Linked DNA regions of Mus musculus: regions 1, 2, 4 and 5 are each linked to region 3. Evidence: chromatin contacts called from public ChIA-PET, Hi-C and promoter capture Hi-C data. All regions are on one chromosome and are shown on one strand. Each heading gives the region's core, a stretch centred on a gene start, on an enhancer-like site or on the middle of the called end of the contact. The rest is flanking DNA. Distances are from core to core; before and after follow the strand shown. Region 1 holds the start of Cwc25 (CWC25 spliceosome-associated protein). Region 2 holds the start of Hoxb4 (homeobox B4). Region 3 holds the start of Sp2 (Sp2 transcription factor). Region 4 holds the start of Epop (elongin BC and polycomb repressive complex 2 associated protein). Region 5 holds the start of Skap1 (src family associated phosphoprotein 1).

Evidence for each region. Promoter capture Hi-C pulls out the DNA fragments that hold promoters and counts their contacts. Hi-C and Micro-C count contacts between places; a contact is called where the count stands out from the background. ChIA-PET counts read pairs in DNA pulled down with a chosen protein or histone mark.
Region 1: a contact with region 3 is called in a Hi-C map of muscle stem cells, with 7 times the contacts expected there. The contact joins the promoter of Cwc25 here to the promoter of Sp2 in region 3. A contact is called at or near these places in 1 of 39 promoter capture datasets (liver), 1 of 484 Hi-C or Micro-C datasets (muscle stem cells) and 1 of 115 datasets of contacts at active chromatin or transcription factors (pancreatic cancer cells).
Region 2: a contact with region 3 is called in a promoter capture Hi-C map of embryonic stem cells, with 4 times the contacts expected there. The contact joins the promoter of Hoxb4 here to the promoter of Sp2 in region 3. A contact is called at or near these places in 3 of 39 promoter capture datasets (cranial neural crest and embryonic stem cells), 4 of 115 datasets of contacts at active chromatin or transcription factors (bone marrow-derived macrophages, embryonic hindbrain, embryonic stem cells and 1 more) and 1 of 9 other capture datasets (adipose tissue).
Region 4: a contact with region 3 is called in a promoter capture Hi-C map of liver, with 2.9 times the contacts expected there. The contact joins the promoter of Epop here to the promoter of Sp2 in region 3.
Region 5: a contact with region 3 is called in an RNA polymerase II ChIA-PET map of memory CD8 T cells, with 58 read pairs. The contact joins the promoter of Skap1 here to the promoter of Sp2 in region 3. A contact is called at or near these places in 2 of 39 promoter capture datasets (cranial neural crest and hippocampal neurons) and 2 of 115 datasets of contacts at active chromatin or transcription factors (memory CD8 T cells and thymic regulatory T cells).

Annotation. Positions count from the first base shown.
Region 1 is chr11:97,764,243-97,768,022 of GRCm38.p6, forward strand. It overlaps Cwc25 (CWC25 spliceosome-associated protein), which reads right to left and starts at 2,371. Exons shown (of 10, transcript NM_026186.4): 1 at 2,183-2,371. The coding sequence starts at 2,200. It also overlaps the pseudogene Atp5l2-ps.
Region 2 is chr11:96,316,806-96,320,522 of GRCm38.p6, forward strand. Hoxb4 (homeobox B4) reads left to right here and starts at 1,462. Exons shown (of 2, transcript NM_010459.7): 1 at 1,462-2,418; 2 at 3,225-3,717. The coding sequence starts at 1,965. The coding sequence ends at 3,523. It overlaps Mir10a (microRNA 10a), which reads left to right and starts at 360; the gene lies at 360-469. It also overlaps a transcript of Hoxb3 not described here.
Region 3 is chr11:96,975,655-96,979,580 of GRCm38.p6, forward strand. Sp2 (Sp2 transcription factor) reads right to left here and starts at 2,034. Exons shown (of 7, transcript NM_001080964.2): 1 at 1,967-2,034. The coding sequence starts at 1,973.
Region 4 is chr11:97,628,437-97,632,588 of GRCm38.p6, forward strand. Epop (elongin BC and polycomb repressive complex 2 associated protein) reads right to left here and starts at 1,280. Exons shown (of 1, transcript NM_175332.3): 1 at 1-1,280. The coding sequence starts at 845.
Region 5 is chr11:96,463,176-96,467,356 of GRCm38.p6, forward strand. Skap1 (src family associated phosphoprotein 1) reads left to right here and starts at 1,416. Exons shown (of 12, transcript NM_001177899.1): 1 at 1,416-1,575. The coding sequence starts at 1,530. Gm11529 (predicted gene 11529) reads right to left here and starts at 1,372. Exons shown (of 3, transcript NR_033524.1): 1 at 914-1,372; 2 at 396-440.

The sequences.
Region 1 (3,780 bases), core at 1,121-3,620, 790 kb after region 3:
AAGGCGGGGGAAGGACAAAGCGGAAGCTGTCTTACTTTGAAAGGCAACAGAATTCACTAGGACAGGGTGCTCACTCTTCTGCAAACAGCTCTCTTTGTATTGAGTCCCCTTATGTGCTGTGCTCAAACCTGCATCCTTACCACAAATCTAGCCCTCTCCCTCCCAGGAATCTCTCCTTGTTTCTTCCCCTTCACCCTCAATGAGGGTCTCTCCTCTCTCCTCACTCTGCTTTGCTTCAAGCTGTAATCCTAGAAGTTTCCCCGAGGAGGCAGCCTCTAAGGATAGCTGGAATAAAGCTGGCGACGTGGGAAGCACCATAAGCTGAAACGGCGCTCACAGCCACAGCGTGGCTGGAGGTGGAGGGCAAGCTGATGGAGAAGGGGGTGTCAGAGAAAGCCAGCTGAGAAGGGAGCTGATCAAACCCTTTACAGGCATGCGAAGGGCCTGCACTCCACCCTGTTGGTGGCAGAAACCAAGAACTGGCACAGTGTAGGCGAGAGGTACCACTGGCTATCACGTGAAGAATGGATTGGAAAGGTATAAATTAATTATTTATTACCAACCTCCCGGCAACCAGAGAGGTGCAAAATGGGAGACCAGCTAAGAAGACTAAATACACAAAGTGCCTTGCAGATGCAAAGCACACAGTCAGCAAAAACACAGATGTGTGTGTAATGTGTGTGCATGTACGTATACACGCAACCAGGGCCTTGCTACTTAGCCCAGACTGCCTTCAAACTGACCAGGACTGCCTTCACCACCTCCACCACCACAAACACACTCGCCCTTACTTTGTCCTACATAGATTTTCCTTTCCATCCCAAGGCACCAATGGCAACCAGGGTCTGGAGAAATTTGCAGATGTCACCATTGCATGAGAGTGCTAAGGGCACCCTGTGGCTAGACGCTGCTGAATATACAAGTTACAGGACAACTCCACCACACAGGCAACAGAATCACCCAGATTACAGGTCTCCTGGCAAGGATGGCAAGTCTGGGTTGTCAGCTTCAGTTGAGGCACTGCCTCCATCAGATTGTGGGAATGTCTGTGAGTGTGTGTTCTTGAGTATGACCTGAGAGAGGAAGGCCCAGCCCACTGTGGGTGGAGCCATCCCTAGGTAGGTGGTCTACCTGTGTAAACAAGGGAAGCTGAGTAAGGCAAGAGAAGCAAGCCAGTAAGCAGCATCCCTCCATGGTTTCTACTTCAGTTCCTGCCTCTGGGTTACAACTTGAGCTGCCTTAATGATGGGCTATAACCTGTAAGATGCAAGAAGCCTTCTCCTCCGACAGTTGCTTTTGATCTTGGTTTTATTACAGAAGTAAACTAATGCACTGTCCATAATAGACAGTTACATGAAGCACATACTAAACTAGACTAACTTTGATGGAGCCCTGCAACTTGATCCAATTAAGGACACCCGGCAAATTCAGCTTAGTGGACAGATACCCAAACTGATGTACTTATTGATTCAATTACCTTCACTTTGAGAAGATCAATAGTGTCCTAATCTAGCTCTCTGCTTCTTGGATATTTCTGCCTTATTTAAGGCATTCCTTCCCCACAAACGAACTACAGGACTTAAGAGCAATTGCCACTTAACATAAAAAAAAAAAAAGTGTTACCGATACCGAAGAAAGCTGCCTCCTCACTACACATCAAAGCAAAACACTGATGTAAGGAAGGAAACAAAGATGGAAAAGATTTGAAATGGACGCCTCTAAACGGCACAGCTCAGGATGGGAAATGACTGAAGCCCACCCTTTCAACAGTCCAGGTCCAGGATACAACTGTGAACTCCTAGCTAAAAAAGGGGGAGCAGGGGAGGCTATGTCCGAAGATAACATACACAAAATAAAGTCTACGTGCCCAAGATCTACCTCCTTCCATACCATGAGTTCAACTGTCCCTTCCCTAACCTTAGACTTCCTGGGAGCCCCCGGGAAGCCCCCGAATCAGCAAATCCTGACAACAGCAAACATTCCTCGCCGCACATCTTCCCGAGGCTCATCTCAGTCCCTCTGTGGGCTTCACCATCCGCTCCCTCTCCATGTTTATCACCCCCTTGTGCTGAAATCAAGACTTCATTACCAGGGTTACCGACTGCTACCCCCGACTTTCACCCCACCCCGGCGCCTGTGGGTCTCGGGCTCAGTCGTCGCTGCCCAGGCCTCTAGCACTTACCAGGTCTCCGCCTCCCATGATGGTGGAGACGGTTCTTCAGTCTGTGGACCTGAAAGATTCAGCGAAGGCAGAGAGGAAACCTAGGGAAACAGTTCAGAGACGGCCTCTCGGGACCTAATCCCTACAGGAACCAGCTGCCCTTTTCCCCGCCCGCTCTAGCTCGCACTTCCGGGGTGGTGTCATATGACTGCGTCAGCGTCTCGGCTCGATGACGTTTGGTATGAGCGCTAAGTCTACGTGAACCTAGAGTCGCAAGTACTTTCTACCCTCCGTCAGTTTTGGTGGCCTCTTTTTGGTTGCCTCACGTAAGCCCCTGGCCCCAACTGTTGAAAAGCCATAGGCGGGTTCTGTTGCCTTGGCAACGCATCAGGGCTCTGCCGTAGAAGCGAGACAGTGTAAGACCTCAGTATCTGCCAACTTAGGCCGCCTCCCCATCTCACCGCTACACCAGGGTTTCCAAACCAGCTTTTCGGCCAGCTCCCTCATTCCCGGCATGTTTTATAGAAATAGATGCTATCAAACAAAATCCCAAAAGCCAGATGTCATGGCACACCCCCAGTCATCTCCCACGCTTGGTAGATGGAAACTGGCCAGCTCTGGCACAAAGTTTGAGATCATTCTGGTCTGGAAATACCTATTTTTATTATTTTATTTATTTTTGTTTCCTAGACAGTGTCTTTCTATGTAAAACCCTGGCTATCTGGGGACAGTGTAGATCAGGCTGGCCTTGAACTCAGATCTATACCACTTGCTTCTGTCACCAGAATGCTGGAATTACAGACTTGCTAAACTATAGCCAGCTTGTGTCTTTATTTTTATTTTTTAAGATTTATTTATGGGCCTGTCAGTAGTGGCACACGCCTTTGGTCCCAGCACTTGGGAGGCAGAGGCAGGCAGATTTCTGAGTTCAAGGCCAGCCTGGTCTACAGAGTGAGTTCCAAGGACAGTCAGAGCTACACAGAGAAACCTTGTCTCAAAAAAAAAAAAAAAAAAAAGAAAGAAAGAAAGAAAGAAAGAAAAGAAAAGAAGAAGAAGAAGAAAAGATTTATATATAAATAAGTACATTGTTGCTGTCTTTAGACACAACAGAAGAGGGTATCAGTTCTCATTATGGATGAGTTTGTGAGTCACCAGGACCTTTTTTATTTTGGTTTTTCAGAGACAGGGTTTCTCTGTGTAGCCCTGGCTGTCCTGGAACTCACTCTGTAGACCAGGCTGGCCTCGAACTCAGAAATCTGCCTGCCTCTGCCTCCTGAGTGCTGGGATTAAAGGCGTGTGCCACCACCCACCCCCCCACACCCACCCCCGGCCACCAGGACCTTTTGAAGAGCAGTCAGTTGTCTTACCCACCAAGCCATCTCGCCAGCCCTTGTGTTTTTATTTTTGAGTTGTTAGAATTAAAGAACTGGAGTGATGGCTCAGCCATTAAGAACACTGGCTCCGAGCTGGTCGTGGTGGCACATGCCTTTAATTCCAGCACTCGGGAGGCAGAGGCAGGTGGATTTCTGAGTTTGAGGCCAGCTTGGTCTACAAAGTAAGTTCCAGGACACCCAGGGCTACACAGAGAAACCCTGTCTTGAAAAACAAAACAAATTCAG
Region 2 (3,717 bases), core at 212-2,711, 660 kb before region 3:
AGGGGCCGAGGGCACCCAGAAAGGCCTGATTCTGACTTCGAGGCAGCCTCGGGATGACCCTTCCTTCTTTTGTGCTTAGCTAATGTTTACATCTAATAATTCATGCGCCACCGAAAGTCGCGCGGCAGCCACGAGGTTCGAGTCCCTTTGCACAACAGCTGCCTTTTTAAAAAATCTTATTTTATTTTTTGAATAGAAAGTTGAAACCCCTTGTAATCCCAAGAACGGACCCACAGTGACTTTTCTGCTCCCAGATCTCAAAATTAAAACAAAACGAAATAAAAATGAAAACATTCAGATCACACCCAAAAGAAGAACGCACGGAAAGTAAGAGAACTGGAAATTTCCTGGGCCAAGAAGACCTGTCTGTCTTCTGTATATACCCTGTAGATCCGAATTTGTGTAAGGAATTTTGTGGTCACAAATTCGTATCTAGGGGAATATGTAGTTGACATAAACACTCCGCTCATATTCTTTCCCAGAAGAAAAATAGATTATTTTCTAAATGAGGACAATCCAGTGACTGCCTTCAAGAAGACTCCTTTTCTTTTCCTCCCTCAACCAATGAGGGAGAAATCTCATCTACCTGAGGTGTCCCCATGCACACCCCTGGAAGCTTGGGTCCTTGTTCACTCAAGAGATTAATGTTACTGGTGTTTTAAAATTTATCTTTAAGCCCCAACCTACCTATTCTTATTCTGGGTCCAGGGGGCTTTATTGGAAATCATGAGGAGGAAAAAAAGATTGCTGAAGGCTGCAGTGTGCAAAGGCAAAGGAAATTTGCTTTTTAAAAGGATGCGAAGATTGCTGTTTCGTTGAATTCAAGACAAGATGCCCTGAAAACATAAGGTTGCCATGGGTGTTCTTGTGCGTGTGATGTTGGTGGGGGCGTCACAGCTAGGGCTCCTTTACTTAGTATTCAAGGTTGTGAAATTTCTTTCTGCCACACTGACAGAGGCGGCGGCTTTAGCGGCAATTAGAACTCTTGGTTAGCATTGCTTCGACGAATCTGGAATTAGCAAATTACTATTCAATTGGTTTTAGGAACTTGCGGGTTTGGTTTGGTTTCATTGTATCTTCTGTCTTTAGTGGAGGGAGTCCAGCCGTTCCTCTGACCTTGGGCCTTGTGGGTTAAAGGGAGGGAGTGTTGAGGAGGACAGACTGACGGACACAGCCGATGCTCATAGTGCAGCTAAATGCGATTTGGAAGGCGAAGTCTCCCCGAATTAGTGCGTGAATTTCCTATCGATCTGCTCGCGGTTCCATTCATCTCTGACAAGTCCCTCTGCGCACCCGCCTTCTAGCTCCCGACGCCTCCTCACTCACCTCCTACCCCTCCCCATCTGGCTGCACTGAGAAGCCCCAAGCTCAGCGCCCCTATGACCTAGTGGGTACCCATTTCAAGAAGGCGCTCCCTGGTCGGCCAACCACTTAAAACCCCACACAGACACCTAGTGCGTGAGCTCCCTCTTATCCTGGGGAGGAGATGGGGCCCTATGGGAGTCAGAGAAAGGTTGGTGGAGATTAGGTAGGGCAGGGGTGGGGGCTACACCCGCAGCCCCAACTTCTGAGGGATGCAGGGTTTGTGCTCTGCCCAGCCCCCTCACCCCCAAACAGGCCCTCCAATTAACCTGCTCACTCTTTCTTAGTTCATCACCCCTCTCTGTTGTGGAGAAAGCCAGGCGAGGAGGGGGTCTCCCCGCGGGAGCCCTATGTAAATCCTGGTGTTGGGTGGGTGGGGAGGGGTAGAGAAGGGGAAATAAACCTCTTTGGCTGGAGTAGGGTCCGGGTGAGCAGATTTCCTTATCCGGGAATCGCAGGCCGGGTGGCCATTGGCTCGGAGGATCACGTGGGCCTCTAACTTTGTTCACTTGACAGTAAGTAGGAGGGCTTTCGGAAACAGGAAAACGAGTCAGGGGTCGGAATAAATTTTAGTATATTTTGTGGGCAATTCCCAGAAATTAATGGCTATGAGTTCCTTTTTGATCAACTCAAACTATGTCGACCCCAAGTTCCCTCCGTGCGAGGAGTATTCACAGAGCGATTACCTACCCAGCGACCACTCGCCCGGGTACTACGCCGGCGGCCAGAGGCGAGAGAGCGGCTTCCAGCCGGAGGCGGCCTTTGGGCGCCGGGCGCCGTGCACTGTGCAGCGCTACGCGGCCTGCCGAGACCCCGGGCCCCCGCCACCTCCGCCGCCCCCGCCGCCCCCGCCACCGCCCGGGCTGTCCCCTCGGGCTCCAGTGCAGCCAACAGCCGGGGCCCTCCTCCCGGAGCCCGGGCAGCGCAGCGAGGCGGTCAGCAGCAGCCCCCCGCCGCCTCCCTGCGCCCAGAACCCCCTGCATCCCAGCCCGTCCCACTCCGCGTGCAAAGAGCCCGTCGTCTACCCCTGGATGCGCAAAGTTCACGTGAGCACGGGTGAGTGCGTGGGCACCCCTTCCCCTCCCACCCCCGGCGCTTTACAGTGAAGGGACCTCCGAGGCATGTGGGGGAGGGAGCGAGGGGAAGCCAATTGTCCCCGCTATAAACTCGCCATTGCCAGAGATTTACGGTCTCCTGTTTTCAGAGCCACATAATTACATCGCCCATAAATTTTTATGGCCTAGTGGGCCCTGCGCCTTTGAAGTCATCCTCTTCTTCATTCTCCCAGCGACTTTTTCGCCAGGGATTCGCAGTCCCAGTAAAGTTGGAAGTTGGGGAGGGGTGTGGGAGGAGGGGAGGAGAAGGAAGAGGAGGAGGTAATCCCTATTTAAGCACAGAGTTGAATCAACTTCCTGGATTTCTTTTTTTTTTTTTTTTCCCCTTTCTTCCAATCTGGTACCTTGGCTGGAGAAGTAGGCAAAAGTTTTTACTAAGGGGAAGGCGCTGCTTGGAATCTGAGCAGTGAGGGTGGGAACTAAGCCGGGGAAAGGTCTAGGGCAACACCCCCTCCCACTACCCCACGCCATTGGGGTCCTCAAGCCAAAGAGTGAGATGAAAATCTTTCCAAGATTCCTCACAGTGCCCCTCCCCCAGGCAACAAGGACAACAGTACAGCCCTCCAAAAGTTTGAGTTTTTTTTTTTTTTTTCTTTCACGGGTCTTCCTTTTTCGACCCCCTCCCTCCAAGATGAGGTAGTGGGAGCAGGAGGCTCGGTGTTAGCTGGAAGGAAGAAAGGGTTTCCCTCCTCCCTTTCGGGGGCAATAAAACTTTCTCTTTCTCCCTCTCTCTCTGTGTGTGTCCAGTAAACCCCAATTACGCCGGCGGGGAGCCCAAGCGCTCTCGGACCGCCTACACTCGCCAGCAGGTCCTGGAGTTGGAGAAGGAGTTTCACTACAATCGCTACCTGACGCGCCGCCGGAGGGTGGAGATCGCCCACGCGCTCTGCCTGTCCGAGCGCCAGATCAAGATCTGGTTCCAGAATCGGCGCATGAAGTGGAAAAAAGACCACAAGTTGCCCAACACCAAGATCCGCTCGGGTGGCACCGCGGGCGCAGCCGGAGGCCCCCCTGGCCGGCCCAACGGAGGCCCCCCTGCGCTCTAGTGCCCCCCAAGCAGGAGTTCGAACATGGGGGGGTGGGGGGAACAGCGAGCACCGAAGGGGGTGCGGGGTATGGGAGGGTCCCCGGGCTTGAGCCCAGAAAAAATCTATCTACCCTACCCTCACTTTATCTATAAGGAATAAACACAGAGAAGGGGGGTAGGGAAGCCTTATTTATAGAAAGGACAATAAGGGAG
Region 3 (3,926 bases), core at 784-3,283:
AGGGGAAGATCCGGTTATGGACAAATCCTAGTTAGTTTTCTTTGGCAAAGAGCCTGTGTCTTTAGCAGCCTAGCTTGCGGAGCTCACAATGGTGTCAGAGCAGCTTATTTTTCCCAATGGCTGTTGATTTTACTCAAAGAGGCAAGTAGGAGGACTGGAACTAGACAGCTCATCCGTCACTTCAGCCAAAGATAACTCATGGTCACTGGTATTGATTGACGTCTGCCTGGTCACTAGAAACCAAGCAAATTGGTACACACCCATAACCTCGGCACTTGGGAGGCTGAGGCTGGAGCATAGAGATCTCAAGTTCAAGGCCTACACAGATCACAGGACAAACACACGCCAGCCAGGGCTTCACAGCAAGACCAGGCTCCAACACCCTACCACCTAAATAAGAAACCACTGCAACACTGACATAAGCCCTATTGGGAGGTTCTGAGATCCGCGCTGTTCATTGTCCTTAAGAATTTAAAAGAAAACAAGACACTGCAGTTATACTCATCGCTACAGACAATGGACTTCTTTGTGTCAATAATGGAAAATGCTACTGTGTGGTCTGGGCTCTTGTCATCCCCTGTGCCAGTTCACTGTGAGCTGGCTCACCCTAACCTTTCTAGCCCTCCAAGACAGCTCAGCCGTAGAGGTGCTTGTCCAACATTTGTGGATTCAACCTTCATCACCACAGGGGGGTGGGGGGGGGGTGTCTCAACTCAGGGTTTTGTCCTCTGTAATGCCAAGGGCCTTCTAGGGCACAGCATGGAACAGCTGTAGCCTGTTCCTGCCAGTACACACTGAAAAGTTAATCGCCTTTCTACAATGAAATCTGTATAAAGGGGACCCTTGGGCCAATTCCTGGCTCACAGACCACTGGCTATGGTCTGCCTCTCTCCTCGTTGACAGGCCTCTACAGGCCCAAACTTTTATTTTGATATGTAATAATCCTGTAACCTCCTAAAAATGGGGAAAGTTCAGGAGAAAAAACCAAACAGAGTCCCCCTGGATCATGTTAGTTATGAAACGATTAAACATGACAGGCTATTAGAATCAAAACCAAGGAATGTAGAGAGGACAGGTTTCTCAGTCGCCCAGCGCAAAAGACAGTTCCTTTTCTACTAAAACTAGAATAAGGCACTGGGAAAGAAACCTAAGAAGGAAGGGAAGATTCTGAGCACCCTTAAGCCAGCAACGCGGATGAAGAAAAGCATCTATTTTATTTCTTAGGTCATCTGTTACGAGCGATAGCGCCTACGCTTTTTTGGAATTCCAGTGCATTTTTGCCCAACCCCCCCACCCCCCGCAAGGGGCATCGGGCCATAGCCTGGGAGCTCTGTCCACAAGTTCTCCAAACTTCTAAAATTCCAAGAGCTTGCAGATACTAGCCGCAGGCTCAAGGATCCAGGTATAAACATTAAAAGTCGGTTTTTCGTTCAGCAGTCATCTGCCTAGGGCGTTCCCTCCAATCCTGCCACCCTCTGGGACTGCGGTGGCCCGGCCAGCAGGCTGCAGTTCAGACCAGCAGGGCCCATCTGACTGGCACCACCTGGGTCCCAAGCCTGGGCTGCCCACAGGACGAGCCCGAGGGGGCGTCGGCCGCCTGCGTGGAGCAAACTCGGGCGCAGGCTGAAGGCCCGGCGCGACCCAAGCTGAGGGGGCGAAGGGGGTTATCAGGCTCGCCCTGCTGCCCCCGCCGCCTGCCAGCCCCGGAAGCGCCGCCCTCCCGCCCGGGGCTCCGAGGGGCGGGGAGTCTAACGCCCCCTTCCGGGTGCCTCCGCCCGGCCGGCCAGCCGCGCTCCTCCTCCGGGCGGGAATCCTTCCTCCCCCGCCCCTCCCGTAGCCGGGCCCCGGCGCCAGTCCCAGTCCCAGGGGGGCACCCCCGGTTCCGGCCTCCCCTCCCCGAGGCCTCTGTCCGTCTTCCCGACCCTTGAGGGCCGGGAAGACGCCGCCGGCAGACGCCAGGACCCACCGCTCATTACGACATCTTCCTCCCTGGCCTCCGCCGCCTCCGCCGCCACCGAGAGCCTGACACCGCCCGCCTAGCACCCGCCAATCCCGGAGCCCGCCACCGCCCGAGCGACGGCAGCTTTTACCAATGAACGCTTGGTACATTGGGGACCGACAGCATTTTCAACCAATCATTGGGAAGCATCTAGAGTGACGTTGGTCTGGCCAATAGAACTGTGAAGTGTCATTGATAGACGGTAGGAGTCGCCAACCGGAAATCAACGGGGGAATGAACGACGTATCCTTTAGCCAACTGGCGGGAGGCAAAGTCCCGCCTGCTAGGAGGTTGATGGACAGCAACAGGAAGCTGGGTGAGGAGGGGCTTAGCCGAGAAGTGTTTTTGTATTGGTCGTAATTGACCTTCCACCCACCTCTAACCCAGCAGATAAGTGATAGATCTGCCCTAAAGCCAATCAGAAGTGCTACTGTGAAATGCCCCGTAAAGAGCTTATACATCTCTCAATACAGTCTGGCATGGTGAGTCTCAAGTGTAGCTGTCGGATACGCGGTGCCCGGCCCCCAGTGAGCGCATCGCCTTCACCTCAGGCCCTCGCCCGCCATCCATCGCCTCTCGAGAGTCGACGACCTGGCAGGAGTTGGGTTACCTGGCACTTCCTAGAGGGAATTGTCATTATGTCATCTCAAGCCCCTGTTAATCTTCACCAATGTTTCGCAGAGCTTCCCTGATCCTCTCAGCTTCAGACAGGCGTGTTTGAGCCTTTATCAAAAGCAGATCCCTAGGGTCGTCCCTAGTTACATTTGCTATTTCCCGGGGGGCGGGGTGTGTGTGCCTAGAATCTGCATTTTAGCCTGCGCCTCAGGTGGGCAGAATTGCACGCTGGCATCCTAGCGACCCTGCTTGGTCTCTGCTTCATCTCCTCCTGTATGAGGGGCCGTGCTTGACAGGCACCACAGGTAGGTTTAGCTTTCTCTTCCAGGCCCTCTGCGAACGACTAACTTAGGCAAGCTGTACGTAGCACTCAGAGGGAATTCACGCTGGCTTGAGACCTGCGTGGGTAGGAAACCCCACACCCCATCTGCAGTGGACCCTTAGACTCTTGTTGAAGCCAGAGCACTCACACATCCACCTCATAGTACCACCCTTCCTGGTTGGTTTTGTTTTGTTGTTTTAACCCACAGTGAGAAAAAAATGTTTTACATCCAGTAAATTAACTTATAAGAACATGTAACAAAGCTTCCCAAATCAACATTTGAGAGACATTGATCGCAGGTAGATGAGACACATACATCCCTGCTGGGGTCTTATTTGCTGAGGATCAAGTCCCCAACACTAAGCATGAACTGTATAAACACTAAGCATGAACTGTATCGTCGAGCTGTTCCCCAGCTCTCATTACATTTTCTCTTCGCCTCTTCTATCTTCCTCCTCCTTCTTCCTGTCACTTCGAAGAAAAGGTTGCTGAGATAAAGTGATAACAAAATATAGAGCCAAGCTGGGTGGCAGTGGCCCAGGCCTTCAATCCCAGCAGCAGGGAGGCAGAGGCTGGCAGATCTCTGACTTTGAGTCCAGCCTGGTCTACAGTGAAAGTTCCAGGACAGCCAGGACTACACAGAGAAACCCTGTCTAAAACAAAAACCACACACACACACACACACACACACCACAAACCACAAACAAAAAAATAAATAAATAAACAATAAAGAGCCAAATGCTTAGAGTGTAGTAATTTGGAATTACCAGTCTACCTCTCTCTGGTTAGGTTTTGAAACACCAAACATCAGATGCTATCAGTTCTGGAGCTAGAATCCTTCACTTGGGGCTGGGAAGATGTCACTTGCTGTTCAAACACAAGAGGCCTGAGTTCAGAGCCCGTGTGAAAAGCTGGAGTTCAGCCTCTGTAACCCCACCTCTCACATGTGAGGTCAGGGCGGAGACCGGAGGATGGCTGGAGTCTGCCAGT
Region 4 (4,152 bases), core at 30-2,529, 650 kb after region 3:
GCTGGCCGCCGTCGTTTCTTGGCTGCTCCACGGGCTTTGGCCGCGGGCCGTTCGGGCCCTCGGCGCAAACTTGGAGTGTCCAGGGCGAACCCCTTCGCGTAACACCAAAGTTTCGAGCGGCGGATCAGGCGGTTGAAATGTTCCTGGCGGAGATCGCGGGGCGGGTCCGGTGCTGCGTCTGCCGTCGAGGGGCTGAGCGCGGGTGCCTCAGGCGCGGTCGGCGCAGGGTCTCCACCCCCTGGAGCCTCGGAGGCCGGCACAGGCTGCTCGGAAGGCGCAGGCTCCGGGGAGAGGCCCGCAGGTGGCGACGGAGGCGGGGAGCCGGGCTCAAGGGGCGGACTGCTAGCTGCATCAAGACCCCGGGCTGGCCTGGGCGGGGACCAGGCGGGGTTGGTCGGAGAGTCCTGAGGACGCAGGGGAGCAGGGCAGCGGCCCGGAGGTGCGCAGGAACCAGCGCCGAAGTGCGGGAAGCCGCCTCCGCCCTCTTCCTCCTCTCCACCGCCTGGGCACACCGCGACGTCTGCATCCTCGCGGGCCGGGGAGCTCACGTCGCTCGGCCGCCCGGCCTGTCCCCCGAGGTGCTTCAGGCCGTCCGCGGCCCAGCCTCCTGTGCATGGCGAGGCCGGGGGGCCCAGCAGCACCGGGGTCCGCGGCGCCAGCTCTCCAGGCCCCAGGCCCAGGGAGGACGGCCGGGGTTTGGCAAGGGCGCAGAAGGCGAGGGCACGCAGGCACAGTGGGGAGAACTCTGGGGTCCCCCGACGCGGCTTCAGGGGCGTAGGCGAGCAGGGAGACCCCCGCGGGGAAGCGGGCACTGCCAGGCGGGGAGGAGGACACAGAGTCTCCATGGAGCAGCCTTGGGGGTCGCCCACTGCGGGGGCCCTGGTCCCAACGGCGGGATACCCCGGCGGCCCGAAGAGCCTGCGGGCCAGGGGAACATCGCCCCCCGTCGACGGGGAGGTCTGTGCTCACGGGCGTCCGGGGCCCACCACCAAGAGCCCGCGGCGGCGCTCCGGCTCTCTCCTCGGTATCGTCACGCGGCCCTCGCCGCGGCCGGACTCCTGGGTCCCCGCGCGTCCCCGGTGCGATCGGTCGCGCTTCCTGCCGCCGCGTTCCCGGCGCAATGCCCGGCACGATCACCCCTCAACGCCGAGGCGGGGGCAAACAAAGCAGCCGGCGCTCGCCGCCGGCGGGAAGGACCCCGGCCCGGCGCCCGGTGCCCGGGCCCAGCGGCGGGGAGGGCGCCTTCCGCCCTCTCAGCTTCTTTCTTCCCCGCTGGCTCCGGAGACCGCGTTATAGAGAACTGCCCCCTCGCTGCCCCAATACCAGCGCCGCGGCTGCGAGCCCGCCTCTGATTGGGCGCTGCTGCTCTGACGTCACGTAGACCCCACCCCTCTGGCGGCACGGCCCCCGTCCCCATTCCGCACACAGACACACACACGTGGACCCGGAGCTGCTGGGCTGGAGGGCGGAGAGCAGGGACGCGTGGATCTAGGCGCGCGCGGGTGGAAGTGCGAGGGGCCAGACGCACGGCTCCTGGTGGCCTGTTGATGGCCTGGGATCGTTTTAGCTGGTCGCAGGTCCAGTCACTTGTTTACCCAGTAGAAGTCGCGGTTTTTCCGCATCTGTAAAATGGGAAAGTTTGTTTCAGCCCTTTGGAAGAAAATGGTGCTCCGTGAATTCAGAGAGACAAACTCAAAACCAACGTAGAGGAAAAAGATGAAGCCGAGCGTCGGTGGCTTAAGAGCTTGGTGTAGCAAGGAGTCGCTTGCTAAGAGTGTCCTGTGGTCTTTGCTCAGGGCCGGTAGAACAGGGGCCTGGCACTCGGGAACTCAAAAGCAAACAAAAACGCTTGTAGAGTGAATGATTAGGAATTCGCTATATATGTGCAAGATTCATAAAAGAAAAAAATAAATTTGGAGAAAGGGGAGCTTCGACACACCCACGGAAGACAATAAGCTGACTTTCTCTCCGTACTTGTTTCCTTTTCTTGGTGAAGTATGGAAGTGCCCCACATCTTAACGGAATTCCAACGCGCTGGCACCGTTGGGAGCCTCCAGATCCCAGGACTCGACCATCTGGATCCTGAGCGACCTGAATGGGTGGAAAAGACCAAAAACCTTACTCTCCATCCACAAACAAAAAGTGAATAATTTCCAGAACATGCTCTGATAATGTACACATCTCTCACATCTCTTCCCCTCTAGTTCCTACACAGCCTGCTCATTTGTGAAACTGGCTTGTTCCTTAGTGCTGACCTCTCCTCGGAGTCTAGAAAGAGCTGGTGCCCTGGCTGCACAGTCGAGCCCAGCGGCCAGTAGAGCATCCAGTCTTGATCACTGCTATATCCCTACTGCCCAAACGGCACAATAAACATTTGTGAGTCTTTGGGCTATTCATCGTCATCCTAAAATCAGGTTAGAAACAGCTGCTTTTCATCTGCAGAAGTACACGAGATTTATATGTTGGCTTGGACTAGGGGTAGGATGAGACTGAGGGATACAGATTTTTCTTCTGAGCCAGGGCAAAAGAAAGCTCTCCCTCCCTCGCTGATAGGGTCTCACCCACCATGTGGCCTGGAACTCCAGCGTCTGGCTTCACCCTCCCGAGTGCTACACTTAACATGTACAATCGCTTTTTCTGTACCAGGACAAATGATGCAGCTTGCATCCTCATCCTCCCAGCGGTGACAATAGACACACTGTTTTTCTAAATAACATCAAACAAGACCTGAGAAGAAAGGGATGGGAGGATGGGCCCCCCCCCCCCCCACACACACACCCTTTCCTTGGCAGAGACCCAAGGTAAAGCTTCAAAGTGGGACTTACTGATGAAGAGGGTTCAATATTCTGATCTCCCACTTCCCCTACCCCAGGTTTCCTCTAAGGAACAGCTGTCATGAAGTGGGTGGGTCCCTCTGGGGTCCTGCCAGGTCACATGTTTGAACTGGATCTAACCTCCAGGCTCCTTTGCCCATAGAGCCCTCACCCTACTTTAATCTCTCTCTCTCTATCTGGAAGACATTATAGAAGGTGGGTGATCTGCACTAGGGAGGGGGTTGGAAGCCTTAGCAGGATGTTTTTGGCTTAGAGAGAGAGACATCTAACTCCATGCTCTTCTCTAGGTTCTGTGACAGATGTCTGAGATCAGCCTTGGCCCACTGCAGGAGCTTGGCCTGGGAGGCTCCTTTCTCTTCCCCGTTTTCTGGTGTCTCTCGAATTTGCAGCCCTGCACCCAGCACGGTGTGGATCTCTGTGTGAATAAATCAGGGAAAATTATATAACAATGCAGCTCCCAGGCTTCTCCCTTCTCCCACTCCAAAGCTGCCAGCTCCCCAACCCTGAGATAAGGGTTTTAATGAAGGGGTCAACACGGTTAAAGAGTTCTCCCCTGGAGGAGAAATTCCCTCCACCTTCCCTTCCCGGAATACATGGAAGCAGTTAAAAACACTGTGGGGAATGGGTATATGCCACAGTTGAAATGACCCGACGTCAAGGTACCATCTTTTTCAGAAGACTTGGTGGGGGCGGCTATGATTGCCCAGATACGCTGTGTCTCAACGTCCCTTTCAGAAAATGGGACAACTGTGCTTTTCTCACAATATCAACAGCAGGGCTGAACGCGAAGTTTCCCAGCACCAATCCCCTCACGTGGGCCGACCCAACTGCTGCACTTCCCACAGTGAACAGTAGAGGGCACTCGCCCCCATCCTCCGCCTACCACAGGATGGGTGGCTGCTTCCCCTACAGACACAAGCTGGGTGCGAGGAACTGTTTGACGCCACTCCAGAGGGAAGGACAAAAGAAATAGGAAAGGCCCTTGGGGGGGGGGGGAGGTGGCTAGCCCAGAAGACAGTTCTCCTTCGAAGCCCATCTAGTTCTTAACCAAGGGAGAAGGGAGCATGTTCAGGGATTTTGAAGGGAGGGGCCTCCCAGGATCTCCCAGGGTAAACTTTTTCCTTGAACTGTCCTAGCCTTCCAGGCCGAACTTCCCAGCATTATTTTTTTTAAGATTTATTTATTTTATGTATATGAGCACACTGTAGCTGTCTTCAGACACACCAGAAGAGGGCATTGGATCTCATTACGGATGGTTGTGAACCACCATGAGGTTGCTGGGAATTGAACTCAGGACCTCTGGAAGAGCAGTCAGTGC
Region 5 (4,181 bases), core at 166-2,665, 510 kb before region 3:
CCTACACCCCCTCTGGAGCCTGGAAGAGGCAGCCCAAGCCTGTCACTATAGCTTCACCCAGTAAGAAGCAACACCATGGATTTGGGTTCTCTGGTGACCCCGACCGGGTTCTATCCCTTCAGTTCAATTTATTGCAACTTATAGGTGGGTTGTGAGGCCCTGAAACCAAGACCACTCCTTCTCAGGCGTCAGGACATGCTAAAGGCCACCAAAGTCCTTAAAAGTGAGGGTTCCTAAACTTGAGACTGCATCTTCCTGGGGTGTGTGCACACACTTATTCCAGGAGACATATACACCTGCCCTGTGCCCTTCTGAACGGTTTCTTGTCTTTGCTCTGCCTTCTACATTGAGATCAATATTATCTCCACCCCCAGGCAGATTAACAAATCGCTTACCTTCCTCCCTTCATGTGTTCCAGGACCACTCCCAATCCTTCTTACCTATTATGGGGATAGAATAGAATGAGAGAGGGAGAGAGGGAGAGAGGGAGAGAGAGAGAGAGAGAGATATGCAGGGGTCACATAATTACAGATAATTTTCTACCTGCAAAGTCTCCCCACCCTTGTAAAACCCCGGAGTCTGGTATTTAATACCAACAGGCATGCGCCAGTCCTCCTCTTGCTCTTTCGTATACCGTCCATGCTGCTCTACTTTCTTCAAGGCCTGTTGTACTATAAAATACCAATCAAATAAACAACCTTTGAGTACTTGTTCACTCACAAGCGGTCCACAAAAATAACAAAGGGTTCCACGTACCACTGCCCAAGTTCGTGCTGTAGCAACATCTTTGGTACCTACTACCACCCAAACTTGATCACTGACTGGCTGTACTTTGAGCGGGGAAGGGCACAGCCCTGTGATCTCGTTGATCACTTTCTTCCTTCCTCTGTTCCGAGAAAGAGCTGTTTCCCACCTTCTCTCAGCCTTTCACCTCCAGAGGGAAGGACATTCCCTCCGTGTCTCTCCATGGGTATTGCCTCTGATGCTGAGTCTTTCAAATGTTGGCGATCGGCATTGTCGCTGGGACTCCAGATTTTAATTTCTAACCAGCAGGGCTTTCCCCGACAGTGCGCTGGATCAGAACTGAGGCACTATATCTTTGGCAAGGACCAAGCTCTTTCTTGGATTCTGCCTCTGCACCCCAGTCCAGGAACAGCCATGGCCTTTTAAACCTACAGCCCCAAGGTCAAACTGCTCAGTGTTTAGATGTTTCCGCCAAAACCTAGCCTCCAAGGCTCTTGGGAATCTAGGCAATTTTTTGGTGAGGGGCTCAAAGGGCCACGCCATTGACTTTGCGTGCCACCTCAGTGGCACCAGTGCACCTGCGCCCGGGGTCCCGGGCTCCCGCCGCCGGCTGCGCGCGCCGCTTCCTGAGCGCGCGACCGGCGGCCCCGCCCAGCGCCTCCCCCCCCCCCCCAGGCGACAGCCGAGGTACAGGTGCCTGGGGTGCAGCTCGCTGCGCCCGCCGTCCGAGCAGGCACACGTCCCTTATCCCGCCTTCTGCTGCGGCCGCCCACTCGCTTCGCCAAATGCAGGCTGTCGCCCTCCCGGAGGAGATCTGTTGGCTCCTGGAAGGTAACTAACTCCTGGTTCAGTGCCAGACCTCTGTCCTGACCCATCCCGTCCGGGAGGGCCTCTCAGTGCTGGGCTGAAGGCAAGAAAGGAGACACTAGGGTACTAGTTCTTTAGCCTGGTCACTTACCTACTATAAGTTCCAGGCTTCCAGAGTCCTTAATCCCCCAATTGTCCCCAAAGCCCTAGCCTCTCTCTCATCCTCAAGGTCCCCACCTCTCCCTTGAGTTACATATTTTCTGTTCCTTCTAGGCATCTGTATCACTTCCAGATGCATCAACACTTCCAGGTCTCTAAGGTCTTACGGGTCAGTTCATGGCCTCCCTTGACACCTTGCTTGGTCTTGAACCTGTCACCCCGGGAAATCCCTGAGGTGTGCAGTGATTAGGTCTCATCCTTCCCAGTCCTGACTCCTCACCTTGTGGAAGACCCACACCTTTCTGGGTAGACATCTCCTAGGCACACAGTAGGGCTCTGGAGATTTATGGTCTTTGGGCCAAGCCTGGTGGTTAGGGGACGTCTTATAAGTGTGAGAGTCATTTCCTAACCTGAAGACTTCTAGGGGTGTCATAAACCTCAGAGTATGGTGTCCTTCCCTTCCCTAAGTGTCCTGTTGTGATGGTTTCACCTTTAAAACTGTCCTTTACAGTTAAGGTCACACTTTCCGACACTCAACATACACTCCGAAGAGACTTCCCTGATGGACGGTATCTTGTGCTTGGCTCCCATGGTGAAAATCAGTTTTACTCATTTTCCTATGACTGCCCTTCCCTTCCTGGGAGGACAGAAACCTGGAATCTGCAGTTGCATAAGGGTCTCAAGAGGAAACCGCTCAGAATTAAGCCTTTCGGCATCCAGGCGACACATCTGACACATCGTTAACAGATGGCCTGCTTTGGGCAGGTCATGATTTTGGCAAGCTGCATTCTTTCCAGTTTCTCTCAATTTAATTGGTTTTATATCTCCATTACCTTGTTATCTTGGGTATAAATGCCTCCTAATCAAGGATTTGGCCAGTGCTTTTGGATTCTGTCTGTAGCCCTGTTTCTATTCTGGATAGCGTCTCTGTAAGAGTTGGCGGCTATGTGTTTCTTTTGAGGCGATGTTTCAAAAATCTATTTTAGAAAAAGGTTTTTATCTATTTTTGGAGTGTATTGTGTGGGTGTGCATGTGCCACAGCCTGTTTGTGGAGTTCGGGTGGCAACTGTTGGGAGTTGGCATTCATCTTGCATCTTCTGGTGATGGGGATAGAACTCATGTCTTCAGGCTTGGTGGCAAGCACCTTTAGTCACCACCACCCTCTCTTGTACTTAGGGGATTGAATCTAGAACCTTACACAGGGTCATTAGACATTCCACTACTGAGCTATGTTCTCTAAATTATCTAAAAATCCACTTAGCTTGTAAACCAAGAAACTGTAGAAATAAAGTTATTTGGAAGATAGAAGAAATCACCAGGCATCTAACGAGATTTAGCCAGTGCTGGTTCAATATTAGGTACATAGAGGAAGTTGTACAATTGTCTTTGGTTTTTAGAGAAGGAATTGCAGCCACAAGTTGAATTCTACCCTTGTATTTAAAGACCGAGTGTCTCTTTTTATTGGTGTCAGTCATTTTATGAGAAGAAACCCACTTTACAAGCTTGCTAAATGTCACTTCAGTTTGGTGCACAGGCATCAATAGAAAAATTCCCTCTTATTTTCAGAGGCTAGCAACACAGTCCCCTCCTCCGACATTTTTGATGTGCAGTTCTTTATTGTTCAAAACTGACACTTTGGTAAACAACTCATTTTTGCACCTGCCGCCTTCCTTTAGCTCAGATCGTTTTCTTGTTAGCTGACTGTTTTTAATTGAAGTCTTCAGATCTCCTTCTAAAGCAGAACCTTTGTTTGCTGACAAGCAGAGCCGGGTATGAATGGAGATTAATTGCGTGTCACATACTTCTGTATCAAACTTGCTGTGTCTTAACAATCTCTGATAGTGCGCGGGTCTTTAGAAGATAGGGAGGAGTCTGAGGTTCCACTGTGAGGTGCTTCACTGGTTAACTGTTTCTTTAAAGCCATCCCTCCCTTTAAACGTGTAATTCTGCTCTTGATTCTGAAGTGGAGGGAAAAATATAAAGTGGGATATAACCAATGATTCTATTGAAAAGTGGTTAAAAATATGTTTTTGAAAGATTCATGTGATGATAATAACATATTGGCTATAGGTTTTTGTTTTTAATGGAATGCGGTCTCTATCGTAAAACAGTCAAATGATTCTCTGTGTTACAACTTGTGAATATTAGACATCTAAAATGGCTGTCAATTTGTTGTCTGGGTCTGGTTATACGCCTCCTCCCACCACACACTTCTTAAGGTTCACCGTTAGCAGTTAAGAAATCTGTAGGTCCTTGATCTCTATATAGTCACTCAGTGGGAGGGAGTCACAGGATATGAGCTGTGACTGTGGCTGCCACACAGCACGGGGGTGGAGTTTCCCCAGTGAGTTACTGCTTTCATAAACCAAGTCAGACGCATTTGCACAGTGATTTAATGCCGGCCATCACAGCCATAACTTAAACATTTATCTATTTGTAACAATAGGAGCATAAAATGACAGGGACATTTT